2 separate regions of the Mus musculus genome follow, and region 1 is linked to region 2. The links are chromatin contacts, called in public HiChIP or PLAC-seq maps. All regions are on one chromosome and are shown on one strand. The core of a region is the stretch at or near the end of the contact, and the rest is flanking DNA. Distances in the headings are between cores, read along the strand shown.

What was found. HiChIP or PLAC-seq counts read pairs in DNA pulled down with a chosen protein or histone mark.
Region 1: an H3K27ac HiChIP or PLAC-seq map of T-cell acute lymphoblastic leukemia shows a contact between it and region 2, with 2.6 times the contacts expected there. The contact joins two enhancer-like sites. A contact is called at or near these places in 1 of 15 datasets of contacts at CTCF or cohesin (the NIH/3T3 cell line), 13 of 484 Hi-C or Micro-C datasets (the C2C12 cell line, the HPC-7 cell line, bone marrow-derived dendritic cells and 7 more), 3 of 115 datasets of contacts at active chromatin or transcription factors (T-cell acute lymphoblastic leukemia, bone marrow-derived dendritic cells and embryonic stem cells) and 3 of 9 other capture datasets (adipose tissue, liver and pancreatic islet).

The regions. Positions count from the first base shown.
Region 1 is chr15:79,624,921-79,632,240 of GRCm38.p6, reverse strand. It overlaps Fam227a (family with sequence similarity 227, member A), which reads left to right. Exons shown (of 18, transcript NM_029407.1): 12 at 2,122-2,215; 13 at 5,910-6,004. Among named protein-coding and RNA genes, the nearest start is that of Dmc1, 23 kb to the right of the region's middle. Within about 2 kb of position 5,855, at least 9 of the 459 cell types and tissues checked have an H3K27ac peak or open chromatin away from gene starts, as enhancers often do. A contact at or near this core is called in T-cell acute lymphoblastic leukemia, where this site is marked.
Region 2 is chr15:79,576,471-79,582,856 of GRCm38.p6, reverse strand. The region is part of intron 12 of Dmc1 (DNA meiotic recombinase 1); the gene reads left to right. Among named protein-coding and RNA genes, the nearest start is that of Dmc1, 25 kb to the left of the region's middle. Within about 2 kb of position 5,111, at least 44 of the 459 cell types and tissues checked have an H3K27ac peak or open chromatin away from gene starts, as enhancers often do. A contact at or near this core is called in T-cell acute lymphoblastic leukemia, where this site is marked.

The sequences.
Region 1 (7,320 bases), core at 4,606-7,105, 49 kb before region 2:
TAGGAAAGGTTGAAGAGAGGAGAGCAATGGTGGTCTTTTACCCTGGATGTAGAGAGAAGTGCAAGCTTGTCCTAAATGGCGCGCCCAGAAGGTGTCACGTGAGCTGAGAACCAAAGAAGCTGCTTTAGGGCTTTATTGCTGTGAAGAGACACCATGACCATGGCAACTCTTATAAAAGATGACATTTAATTGGGTCTGGCTTACAGCATCAGAGGCTTAGTCCATTATTGTCATGGTGGGAAACATGGCAGCGTCCAGGCTGGCATGGTGCTGGAGACAGAGCTGAGAGTTCTACATCTTGTGTGTCACCTTGAGCAATAATAGACCCCTAAGCCCTCCCCAACAAGGACACACTTCCTTTAATAAGGCCACACCTCCTTATAGTGCTACTCCCTATGGGCCAAGCATTCAGACTCAAGAGTCTATGTGGGCCACACCTAGTCAGAACAGCGCAGGAGCCAATGGGAGAATGTGAGAGCCTTTAAGGAAACAGGAGCAGCACGTGCAAAGGCCCTGAGGCTGAAGAAAGGAAGGAGAGAAGGAAAGGGAGGGAAAGTCGAGGATGAAGGAAAGAAAGATAGAGTGACTCAGAACAGGGAGGAGGAGCGTGATGCAGAACTTCCTAAGTGAAGGAAGTTGAGGCAGGAGTTATGACAAAGGATATGGACTGGCCATCCTCTGAAATGTGAGGCTGTACCATTTCCATTATCCACTCACGTGTTAATGGACAGCCGGGCCATGTCCCGCTCCCAGCTGTAGTGTCTAGAGCGGCCTTAAACCTATGTGTGTGGTAGGTGTACATTTGTCTGGGCATCTGCCCAGAAGTGGCGGTCATATGGAAGTTTTATTTTTAACTTTTTGAGAAACTTCTAGACTGATTTTCCTAGTGGCTGGTTAATTTGTACCCCCACCCCCCACCCCATCATCAGTAATTCAGGACTCCTCTCCCCCAAATCACCTCTGCCATTTGTTGTCACACGTGGGAGTTTTGTTGTTATTGTATAAGTATGTGACCACACTAAAGATAGTCCCTTGCCCCTTCTACATCTCTGCGTAGATGTGTGTCTATGGCTGGTCAAGTCAATGAGATATGTGGATATACCGTGTGGCAGCTTATGGGATCCCTCTTTCATTTAATAGCCTTGTGTGGATCCTTCTCTGTAAAATGATTATATAGTCTAGCTAGTCTGTAGAAAAGACACGAAATCCAGGTATTTTATTTACAAGCTGTGAGCCTCGATCGGGCAGCTGTTGATCTATTCCAACTTACATCCCATCCATGTGTTCCTTGGTACTTGCTGTTTCTCCTGGCTGTTTGCTCTGATGGCGGCTTTCTCCCCTAGCATCCTTTCTCCCTTCCTCTGTGACCCCCAGCCAGGTGACTACAAACCCACCTACCTCTATCTACTGCCCAATCACAGGCTTTAGCCTTTTATTGCCCAGTTAACTTGTAGGGCACAGTTACATAGCATCAGTTGGTGCGTGCACAATCTCCTTGTGGGGGAGGGGCCACCAGGTCTTGGGGCCAGTATTAGCATTTGCCTACACAGCAGTGCTAGACCAACCCCAGCACTTCCCAGTCCCCCTTCCTAACCAGCTGCCTGGAGCATGGGTGTGGTGCCTGGTGCTCTGGCTGCTATCTTGCTCCCTGAGGACAATATCCTTAAAGTGAAACCAGAAAGTGGGAGAAATCAGTGACCCCGAGCCTTAGCACAGCAGAAACACCACATAAGTCAAGGGCTGCCTGTCTCCTGACACTTCACTGGGAGAGCAGGGTCTACAGATTTGGAGCCACTGTTGAGTTAGTGTCCTGCTAGTCTGCGGGTGCTTCAAGGCTTGGAGCCCTGTTGGGAGCTGCATGCACCTTGCAAATGGAAGTTTCCTTCCTCTTCAAGGGACCCCCTCCACTCCCCGAGAGCAAAGCTGTTTAGTCCCTAGCAGCTGAGTGACACTCCATTGCTGCCTGGGCCCCACTCCACACCAACCCATCTTTCTTGGTCTGGTCAGGCCAGACCAGAAGGCTCGTCTCAGGCCTTCCTTTACAGTGAATGATGGGATGTGGATGGGTGCAAGTATTTCTCTCATACCACTTTTGCTAACTCTATTCTTTTTTTTTTTAAGGGTCTCCTGAAGGCTTCTCATTCAAAGGTAATGAAGGAAAAAGAACTTTCAAATAAGACTACAGAGGAAAGCTATAGGTGCCGCGGCATGAAAGGTGAGCAGGCTGTTGTGGAGCGCACAGCTGGCTTTTCTCTCAAGCCTCAGCGCCCTGCTGCTTGGATACATCCGAACATAATTGGCTTTGCCCTTGGATTTGACCTGGGCCTTGACTCCAAGCACTAGCTGGGCACGGAGGGCACATTGTTGTTTCGGTCAGATAAGCACCTAAATGTGCAAGACCTTCCCTGGGACAAAGAACCGTCTGTGCAAGTGTTAAGAGTCAAGAGTGCCAGGGCTCCCCATCTGCTCCTCCTGCCAGCGTCACAGGATGCCGTCCCACGCCGTCATCCGGAGCAGCCTGAGGAGTTCCTCTAGGGTTTGGGAGACCTCTGCGTTTACTCAGTCCAAACTAACATTCATGGCTTGAGTGCTGAAGAGAGTTCTAGAACCCAACAGTAACACAACGCAGACACACACACACACACACACACACACACACACACACACACACACACACACACAGACACATACACACACATACAGACACATACACACATACATGTGATTGATTATTTTATTTTTATGTGTGTGTGTGTGTGGGGGGGTGTGCACATATGTGCAGATGCCCTCAGAGACCCAGAAGAGAGCGACGGATCTCCTGAAGCTAGAGAACCAGGCAGGGTGAGCCACTGTAGAAGGATGCTGGGAACCAAACTCTTGTCTTGTGGAAGAGCAGCCAACACTCCTAAGCACTGAGTGATCCCTCCAGCCACTAGAGATATTTTAACATAGACTTAAGTACAATGATCAGGGGAAGAGAGGGACTCAGAAGAAAGTGAAGCCCACCAGGGCATGTGAGTGTGGGCTTCTTTGTTTTTTTGTTTGTTTGTTTGTTTGTTTTCTTTTTTGTTTTTTGAGACAGGGTTTCTCTGTGTAGCCCTGGCTGTCCTGGAACTCACTCTGTAGACCAGGCTGGCCTTCAACTCAGAAATCCTCCTGCCTCTGCCTCCTGAGTGCTGGGTTTAAAGGCGTGTGCCACCACGCCCGGCAAGTGTGGGCTTCTTAAAGAGATCTTTTACTTACTGTTTTTTCAATAATCACATATAAGATTTTTAGTGAGGTTTATAGTTACAGGAACATAGCTGGTAACATGAAAGTCCAGCCCACTGGGGAGAAAGAGTTCAGGTTTGTTGTTGTTGTTTGTTTGTTTGTTTGTTTGTTTTTTAATTCTTTCCTTGCTGTGTACATAGGCTGGCCCCAGTCTTGTGGAGTTCAGCTTCTTTTGCATCCCAAGTGCTGGAATCAAAGTCATGTGCTACCCTTGGTAAGGGTCTGTTCGTTGTAAACCAAGCTAAGTGTAGTCAAGATTGCATGCTACATGCAGAGAAGGGAATGAGGCTCTGTCTAGGGTCATACACATTCAGGCCTTAACTGCTTCTTTAACATAAAGTGCCTGCATATGAAAGGGGTAGTGAGGATGATCTGATGACCCGACTTTCCAGCAGATGTGCTGGCTTTCTTGCTTAGTTGGTGAGACATCAATCGGACTCTGGGGTAGTTGGGTTCATCTCCCTTCTCATGCCACCATCATTTTCTGTCTTTCTGTCCTACTTCAAGTTTACAGCTTTCCTTTTTTTTTTTTTAAGATTTACTTATTGTTTTATGTGCATGGGTATTTTGGTTGATGTATGCATGTGCACCATGTGTGTGCCTGGCACCCAGAGAGGCCAGAAGAGGGCACTGGATCCCCTGGAACTAGAATTACAGCTGTGTGTTCTCAGAACCAAATCTAGGTCCCCTGCGACGGCGGCAAGCATAACTGCTGAGTCATCTCTGCAACCCTGGATTTCTTTTCATATTTAGTCAATGTTGGGTGTATACGTGTCTATTGTATGACCCAGGTTTTGGATGCACATGGAGGCCAGAAGAGGGCACCAGATCCTCTGGAGCTGGAGTTAAAGGCCATTGTGAGCTTCCTGATGTGGGTGCTCAGAACTGAACTCTGGTCCTCTAGAAGAGCAGTATATGTCTTAACCTGGGAACCATTCTTCTTCCAGCATAAGACAACTTTCCTCCTTTCCTGCTGCTGGGGCTGCATGTTAGTCCAGCTCACTATCACTGCTACATCCCAGCCCAGGACTGTAGGGTTTGTGGTATCCCGGAGTCCTCTCCACCACAGGGCTCGGGCCACTCGGGGAGGCAGGACTCGGGAGTTTGACTGCGCTTACCCCAAACTGGGGCCAGGCGGGTGTCCGGCTATGGGAAGCCACAGGATACCGCTCTGGGGGGGTGAGGGAGCGCAGTCTAAGGCCCTGGGGACAGTTGGAGCTGGCTCGGGGGTCCCGAGGCCTACATGGAGGCCAGGGCCATCTGCTCCTCAAGCTCTTGGCCACCCAGGTGCTGCTGGATGCCGAGGAAGAGCTGAGAACTGAGGGGGGTGGGGAGGGCTTCGGGCTGAATCTAGCCTGGGAACGAAGGCGATAAGAGGGGAGAGCTCCGGATAAGGGGGGTTGAGGAGAGAGGAGAGAGTCCTTGGCTGTGGGTAGCTGGCTTGGCTTGGGCTTGGTGGTCGCTGTGACTGGAAGCACAGTGAGAGGCCTTGTTCAGGAGATTAGATGCGGCTCCATAGGCAAAGGCTTCTCCATGGCTCCCCATGGTGGATCGGGGTGGGGGTGGGGAGTGGGGGGTGGGGAAGAGGCAGTCCATGTTTTGAAGACATTTATTGCCATGGCGGAAAGTGGATGAGTAAAAACCGTACCCTGCTTCTCAGGGTGGTCTTGAGGTTAAATACCTTTTACTGGGAGGAATGTCTGGGGAGGGGAGTTTATTGGCTAAGCTTCTAGGCCTTTAGGTACCTCATTAAAATGGAGATCTGTCTTGAGGCTATGTGACCACAGGTCATGACCTCTACCTGTGAAGGGGCTTGGGGCATTGCCCTTCTGTGACTGATGGCCACAAATCGATGGAGGGCTGCGGCCTTATGTCAGGAGCCTAGTGTCCGGGAGCGCAGCAGAACACCTGCCCGACCCTGAGGGTCACCGGGGTTTCCAGCCTGTGCTCTACCAGGAACCAGGCTGTTTCACAGTTCTACAGTGGACTACTGGCACCTTTTCTCTTGGTGTGTGAGTGATTTGGTCCATTGTAATCTGCCTTCCCAGGCTACCACGCACAGCTCCGTGGGCACTCTAGTGATCTGGCTTCAGATGACCTGTTGCGTTTTTTGTTTGTCTTCAAGCCATTCTCTGCTCACCTCCTACAGGAAAGCCACTGTGTGTGTGGAAGCTGCACTGATGTTTGTTTCTTTGTCCCAGAGACACCATAGTACCCAGTCTGCTGCTGCTGGCATCTTAAAACCTTTGGGTCTTTCCCTATTTTACGATGACATGCAGGTTCCTGGAGATACTTTATCCATGGTACCTGAGTTAGTGTGACAGTATTCACGTGTCCTTTTTTCCTGAGTAAACTAGAAGGTCCTTGAAGATAATCTGTTTACAGCATCCAGCATCAACATGGTACAGAGTAGATAGACAGTGAGTATTTGTGGCATGGAGCCAAGGATGGCCATGGCCGGTAGCTGAGTGTGTGGCTAAGATGCAGGTGGAGTCAGCTGGCTCCCCTGTAGCTTCAGAGGACTGGCATCTTGCACAGATTCCATTTGTACTCTAGCAGGAAGCTGAGACCCACTGTAAACTCTGTCTTTTCCCTGGGCAAATACTCATATTCACCTTTTTGTTGTACCACATCAACAGATCAAAATATACCTACCCTGCTCTCCAGGAAAGCCACAAAGCAAGTTAAGCAGATATCACACGTCAGAGCATGCATGGATACGTTTGTAAAAACGGTGAGCACATTTAAGATCTATTTTATTGTTTCTCATTTGCCACGTACTTTGGTTGAGTCAGTTTGACAAAGCGAAAGCTGGGAAGCTGGCTCATGAAGCAAAGAGTTTCAAGGAAACTCTCTTCCTGAAGTCTGGCATTCTCTCCCTAATCTATATAAATCACAAAATCAATTTTCTGCTCCCGCGTTAGTCTAGTGTATGGATCCACGTGCTCTCTATTTAGTATTACCTTACTGTAAATGCCTTTTAAGATTGTATCCTGAATTAGCTAAAGCCTCTCCCAGTGTTCCAAGATTCCAGTTAGCAGCAAGGAGCTTAACCTATTCAGTAACTAATTAAGCACTACAATAAAATCAAAGCCATTAACTCAGTTGTCTACAGTAAGAGACTAAAATTCTCACTGAGATAAAAACTTTATTATAGACTACATTCCATACCAAGAGTGAGTTTATATACTATCCTAATAATGAGAATTCTCCAGACAAGATAAAATTTAACAAGGCCTAGAGAATTTCAGGGTCAGTGACACTACATTATTCTTGAAGCTTATCAAGAGTTAATAACCCCCTGGTGCTATTAACACTAAAGTGTGAAACTCTTGCCTAGCACAAAGCTGATCCGAGGTTGGGATGCTAATTTCTAGTGTAAACATTTATCTGATTCCTGCAAATTCCCTTTGAAGTCACTCCTCTTGCATCTGTGCTAATCTCTAGTGTAAACATTTATCTGGTTCCTTTTGAAGTCACTCCTCTTGCACCTGGAAAACTTCAATGTGCCTTATTCTGTTATGATTTGCAATTTACTCTGTATTATAAAAAGTCTGAGGCTCGACCAGAACATTACATTCAGATCCAACACCTCTCTTGTGTGTTTGTCTGTTTGTCAAATTAATCCTAAGCTTTGCCCACTTTTTTTTTTTTTTGTCTAGAGACCCGTTTTACGCAGACACAGGGACCCAGAGGGTCTGCGGCACTCATTGTATGCTTTTGTGTGTGTGTGTGTGTGTGTGTGTGCATATGAGTGTGTGCCTTGTATGTGCATGTGAGTGTGGGTGCCCTCAGAGGTCAGAAGAGTGTGTCTGATCCCCTGGAGCTGGAGTTCCAGGCCATTGTGAATCACCTGACATAATTATTGGGAACCAAACCTGGATCCTTCTCAAGAGCAGCAAACACTCTTGACTGTTTAGTATCTCCAACATAAGAACAGAGCTGATTTAAAGGAGACATGGTTAAAACATCTTCAGCTTATACAGGTGTCAAGGAAGAGCTGGGGTGTTTGTGATACAGACCAGGCGATGCTGTCAGCTCTCCTAAGGA
Region 2 (6,386 bases), core at 3,862-6,361:
AGGGTCCTTTCAGCAAAATCTTGCTGGCATATGCAATAGTATCTGGGTTTGGTGGCTGATTATGGGATGGACCCCCGGGTGGGACAGTCTCTGGATGGTCCATCCTTTCGTCTTAGCTCCAAACTTTGTCTCTGCAACTCCTTCCATTGATATTTTATTCCCTATTCTAGGGAGGAATGAAGTGTCCACGAGTTGGTCTTCCTTCTTGATTGTCTTGTGTTTTAGAAGTTGTATCTTGGGTATTCTAGGTTTCTGGGCTAATATCCACTTATCAGTGAGTGCATATCAAGTGTCTTCTTTTGTGATTGGGTTACCTCACTCAGGATGATATCCTCCAGATACATCCATTTGCCCAAGAATTTCATAAATTCATTGTTTTTAATAGCTGAGTAGTAGTACTCCATTGTTTAAATGTACCACATTTTCTGTATCCATTCCTCTGTTGAGGGACATCTGGGTTCTTTCCAGCTTCTGGCTATTATAAATAGGGCTGCTATGAACATAGTGGAGCATGTGTCCTTATTACCAGTTGGAACATCTTCTGGGTATATGCCCAGGAGAGGTATTGCTGGATCTACTGGTAGTACTATGTCCAGTTTTCTGAGGAACCACCAGACTGATTTCCAGAGTGGTTGTACAAGCTTGCAATCCCACAGCAATGGAGGAGTGTTCCTCTTTCTCCACATCCTCGCCAGCATCTGCTGTCACCTGAATTTTTGATCCTAGCCATTCTGACTGGTTCTCAGACAACTTTTTAACCAGAGAAAAACTTCACATTAGCATAATGTACATGCTGCATTCACTTAGGTTTACCAATGGTTATTGTATCCTTGGGACACACGCTCTTTCTCTTCCCCCCTCTTCTTCCTCCTCCTTCTCTTCTTTTCCCTCTTTCTCTCCCTCTCCCTCCTTTTTTCCTCCCTCCCCACCCCACCCCACCCCCGTCTGTGTGGTGGTTTGAATAGTTATGGCTCCCATAGACTTAAGTTTGAATGCTTGGCAATAGGAGTGGCACTATTAGGAGGTGTGGCCTTGATGGAGGAGGTGTGGCCTTGTTTGAGGAAGTGTATCACTGTGATGGAAGGCTTTGAGGTTTCTTATGCTTGAGATCTGCCCAGTGTGGCACACAGTCTCCTGGTGCCTGTAGATTAAGACATTGAACTCTCAGCTCCTTTCTTCAGCACCATGTCTGCTTGCATGCCACCATGTTTCCCACCATGATATTAATAAGTTAAACCTCTGAACCTGTAGGCCAGTCCCAGTTGTTTTCCTTTATAAGAGTTGCTGTGCTCATAGTGTCTCTTCACGGCATTAAAACACTAAAACATTCTCTTTTATTTTATTTATTTATTTATTTATTTATTTATTTATTTATTTATTTATTATATGTGAGTACACTATAGTTGTCCTCAGATACTCCAGAAGAGGGCATCAGATTTCATTACGGATGGTTGTGAGCCACCAAGTGATTGCTGGAATTTGAACTCGGGACCTTTAGAAGAGCAGTAAGCCCTCTTAACCACTGAGCCATCTCGCCAGCCCTAAGACATTCTCTTATGTATACGCATGCTAACATGCATATCTGTGAAATCTTTTTTTCTATGTACATACTCACAGTCATGTGCTGAAAAATATTGACATATATCCTATTTGTGTGAACCATTTGAGAATTGTCTGGGTTTTTTTTTTCTGATTGTTGAGTCTTATTTGTAGACATTAACATCTTATCACTTAATTCTTCAGTATATGTCTTCTAAGAGCAAGAACATTTCCCTTCATAATCACAGTACAATTAACACATACTGTTTAACATCAACAATGATGCTATCTAATATCCAACTTTCTGTAGTTGTTCTGATAATGCTCATTATAATTGTGAAGACTTGTTTTAGGCTCATGGTCCTCAACAGAGGGCATGCTATATATGTACTTGTTGAGTCTCTATAGTCCTTTAATCAAAATAGCTCCTCGGCCTTGTTACACTTTTATGACAGTGATAATTGGTTTAATTTTTTAAGGTTTATCTTTGAATCACGTGCATATGTGTATGTCTGTATGTGGGCATGTGTACATGAGAGTGCAGGTGCTTATGGAGTCCAGAAGGGGGTGTAGGATCCTACAGGAGGCTTATGAGCCTACAGCATGGGTGTCAGGAACAGAATTCAGGTCCTTTTCAAGAGCAGTATGCGTTCTTAGCTAATGAGCCATCTCTCCAGCCCTTTGTGACATTAATATTTTTGAACAGCAGGCTAGCTATTTTCAGTATCTTTCAATTTGAAGTTGCTTAAAAATTTTTTAAAACTTTTTTGACTTACGTACACATACACACATACACACACACACAACTTGCAGAAGTAAGCTCCCTCTTTCCCCATATGGATTCTGCATATTAAACTCTGACAGGTTTTGTGGCAGGTGACTTTATTTGCTGAGCCATCTAGCCAGCCCTGACTGTTTTTCTCATTATTTTAAATGTAAAATGCTTTTGATAGGAAAACTTCGTAAGTGATATTAGACCCTTCTCAGTGTGTCATGTTAGAAGGCACAACATGGCAGTTTACCCCATTATTAAGATGTTAAATTTGACCAAGCATGGTGGTACACACCTATAAACCTAGCACTCAAAAGGCAGAAGTAGGCAGATCTCTATGAGTTTGAGGCCAGCCATCTTACATAGCAAATTCCAGGCCAGATAAACCTGTACAGTGAGACCCTGTCTCAAAAAAAAAAAACAACCAAAAAAACAAAACACCCAAGATTTTTGAGTCAAGTATGGTGATGCATACTTTTAATCCAAGCACTTAGGAGGAAATGAATAGATCTTTATAAGTTCAAGGTCAGCTGGCTCATCTATGTAGTGAGACCCTGTCTAAAACATAGCAAAACAAAAAAACAAAAAACAAAAACTCCAGCCAACTGGGCTGGAGAGGTGGCTTGGTGGTTAAGAGCACTAACTGCTCTTTCAGAGTACCTGGCTTCAATTCCCAGTACCCACACATGGTGGCTCACAACCATCTGTAATGACAACTTATGCCCTCTTCTGGTGTGTCTGAAGACAGCAACAGTATACTCACATACATAAATAAATAATTCGCTGGGTAGTGGTGGTGCACGCCTTTAATCCCAGCACTTGGGAAGCAGAGGCAGGTAGATTTCTGCATTCAAGGCTAACCTGGTCTACAAAGTGAGTTCCAGGACAGCCAGGGCTATACAGAGAAACCCTGTCTCAAAAAAAACCAAAAAACAAAAAACCAAAACACAACAACAAAAAAACCCATAAATAAATAATTCTTTTTTTTAAATTTTTTATTAGGTATTTTCCTCATTTACATTTCCAATGCTATCCCAAAAGTCCCCCATACCCACCCCCCCACTCCCCTACACACCCACTCCCCCTTTTTGGCCCTGGCGTTCCCCTGTACTGGGGCATATAAAGTTTGCAAGTCCAATGGGCCTCTCTTTCCAGTGATGGCCGACTAGGCCATCTTTTGATACATATGCAGCTAGAGACAAGAGCTCCGGGGTACTGGTTAGTTCATATTGTTGTTCCACCTATGGGGTAAAATAATTCTTTAAAAAGAAAAAAGAGCCTGTGAGAGTCACCCGCACACATACAGAATTCTCACACCCAGGACCATTAAAAAATTTCAGCCAACTACTGTTTGAGAGAAATGTTGTTTGTAAGAGTTCTTCATTAGTAAAGCCACAAAAACACCTCCTCGGAATTTAGTAATCTGTTTGTGATGCTCACACAATGTGATTACATGTTTTGCAATCAGCTTTCGCCATTTATTTTAGCAACTGTCAATAATTCTTAACTAAATTCACCACTACTCCAATGTTGCAAGACAAAGTGATTTTACTTTAAACCAAGGGAATTCTTCTATTATGTGTATATAAATGAGACATAAACGTATATACTAGCAGATACTTAATAACATTAGTGCAAACTTCTCTAAGTTGTGTTGAAATGAATGTGCCTCTCTTTAGGCATTTATTTATTTATCCATTTATTTTTATTTAATGTGTATATTTGAGTGCCTGCATGTAAGTATGTGCAGCACATGTATCCTTGGGGCCAGATGGTGCCAGGTGGAGCCAGAAGACAGCACCAGATCCCCTGGAACTGGAGTTGCAGGTAGTTGTATGCCACCATGTGAGTGCTGGGAACCAAATTCGGGTCTTCTGCAAAAGCAGCCAATGGTCTTCATCACTAAGCTGTCTCTCCAGCCATCTTCAGTCATTTAAAATTTTACCTTTGCACACTGCTGCATCTTTTGCATTTCGATTTATCTTTCACCCTTCAATTCTTTTTATGAGTATTCTCTACTTAGCTAAAGGGGAAAAAAACTAATGTGGAGCAAAACGAACTATGTAAATAGTCAAAAGAAAGTTAAAATAGTGAGGGAACTAAGAGTAGCTTATTGGTAGGATGTGTGGTTAGCAATGTGGAAAGCCTTAGGTTCATCTCCTTGCTTTAAAAAAAAAAAAGATTGAGGAGAAAACTAACTATTCATTAGTTCAAATATTACTGAAAACCTACTAGGTAACGAGAGTCTGCGAATTCATTAGCAAACTAAAAAAACAAAAACCTTTGTCTCGATAAAAGAGAAAGATAAATGGTATTTGTTTAGCTATTTAACTCAGTACTTTAACGTCTTGGTATGTCCCCTATCACATCATCTGTAGTGTAGTCCCTGGAGGCTTAAAGCAATCTTTTCTCTATGGAGTGTCTTTTGTATACAGGACATGAAGTACTTCACAAAGAGATTAATTTTAAACTAACGAGAAATGGAAGATTTTAAAGGCTCACTTTAAAAAGAGAAAATGACTCATTGGCTCAGAGGGAGGAAGTGGGTTGCATTCAGATAAAACAGTACAAGTTAAAGAGCACTGTTCTCTCTTCAGGTGTGGGGAGGGAGCACTGAGGAGGCCCAACTGTCACTCTTGAGTTACAAGGCAAAAGAAATTAGGTCAGATAGAGGTTCTTTTCTCTTGTATTTGTAAAAAGTTTCAAAAAGAGTAAAATCATATTGAGATTCCTCAGATGAGACAGTGAAGGGAGACTTGTGAGGCGCTAGAAAGGAACTAACTGGAGAGGGAGACAGCACAGTCTACAGTGAAGAGAGCTGAGCAGAGAGAGAGCCTGCCAAGGGAACCAAGCCTAGGATTTTTGCAGTGTACATCTGCTGTGAGAAGTCTTTTCCACCTAGCTGAGCAGTAAGGAAACAAGGATCACTGTGATTAGTATGTTCTGTTGTATATTAAATTATAACAGTACAGATTAAATACATGCTTCATATAAAACACAAAATTACCATATCTAGATGAAAAATGGGGACAGTTTTAAACTAACGGCTCTCCAATGCTATTAGAAACCCTCCCCTAAAGGAAATATCTTTGTTTCTTGGTGTTGAGAAACTCCAAGCTCAGCTCGCCTGGAGCCTGTCAGAGAAATATCACTATAATTGGTATGGATCCCCAAGTACACTGACAATAATTGAGGCTTGTATCCCATGCATTATACTTGATGGCACATCGTATTAAAAAAGAACAAAATTATAGAGGCAAGGAGCTGCTGTATGATACCGCAGAGCAGAGACTCCTAGATAGGGCTACAGATTCAGACTTCAGGGTTGGAACAACCCAGCCCAGGGAGCCTAGAGATATAAATCAGAGGATGGGCCTGATGAGCTGCACACCAGGGCAATAAGCATTGGAAAGAGACCATGATGTCACCACAGACCTCTGTTGTATCTGTGACTCTTAAACAAAAAGCCATCCAGAATATTTGCAGCCTTGTGGATGTATCACTTACTGATTAAGCATGTCAACCTATGACTTAACATTGTCAACTTCAATGAGGAAGTAATGTGTTTATGGTCACTAACATAGTGACCTTAGGCAAATTGTTTAGATTATTTGAAACCCATTCTTCTCTTCATTCTCCCACCCCTCAATGAAGAAATCTTCTACTTACTAACTCCTCACCATGCCCCAGAAGCTTTTCTGTATAATCTTACGTAATTCTCATGTGACCCTGACATACCGCCCCCTGTTCCACCTTCCTGTGCTTTCTATGAAGCCAGCCTCAATATGTGGTTGAACCTCTCCCTACCCTACTCCACCCCACCCCACCAAACAAGAATTCCAATTTCAAAAGATGAGGGGGGAAACTATTTTAATGTGTGCATATTTTGGGAGCAGACAGAAAAGATATGTTACTTAACAATAACAACAAGTACTACTGGAACTCACTTTGAAGACCAGGCTGACCCTGCACTCAGATCTGCCTGTCTCTGCCTCCCAAGTTCTGGTGTTTAAAGTGTGCACCACCACATCCAGTGTACACTTGATCTTATGAAAGCATTTTCTTATTGGGGATC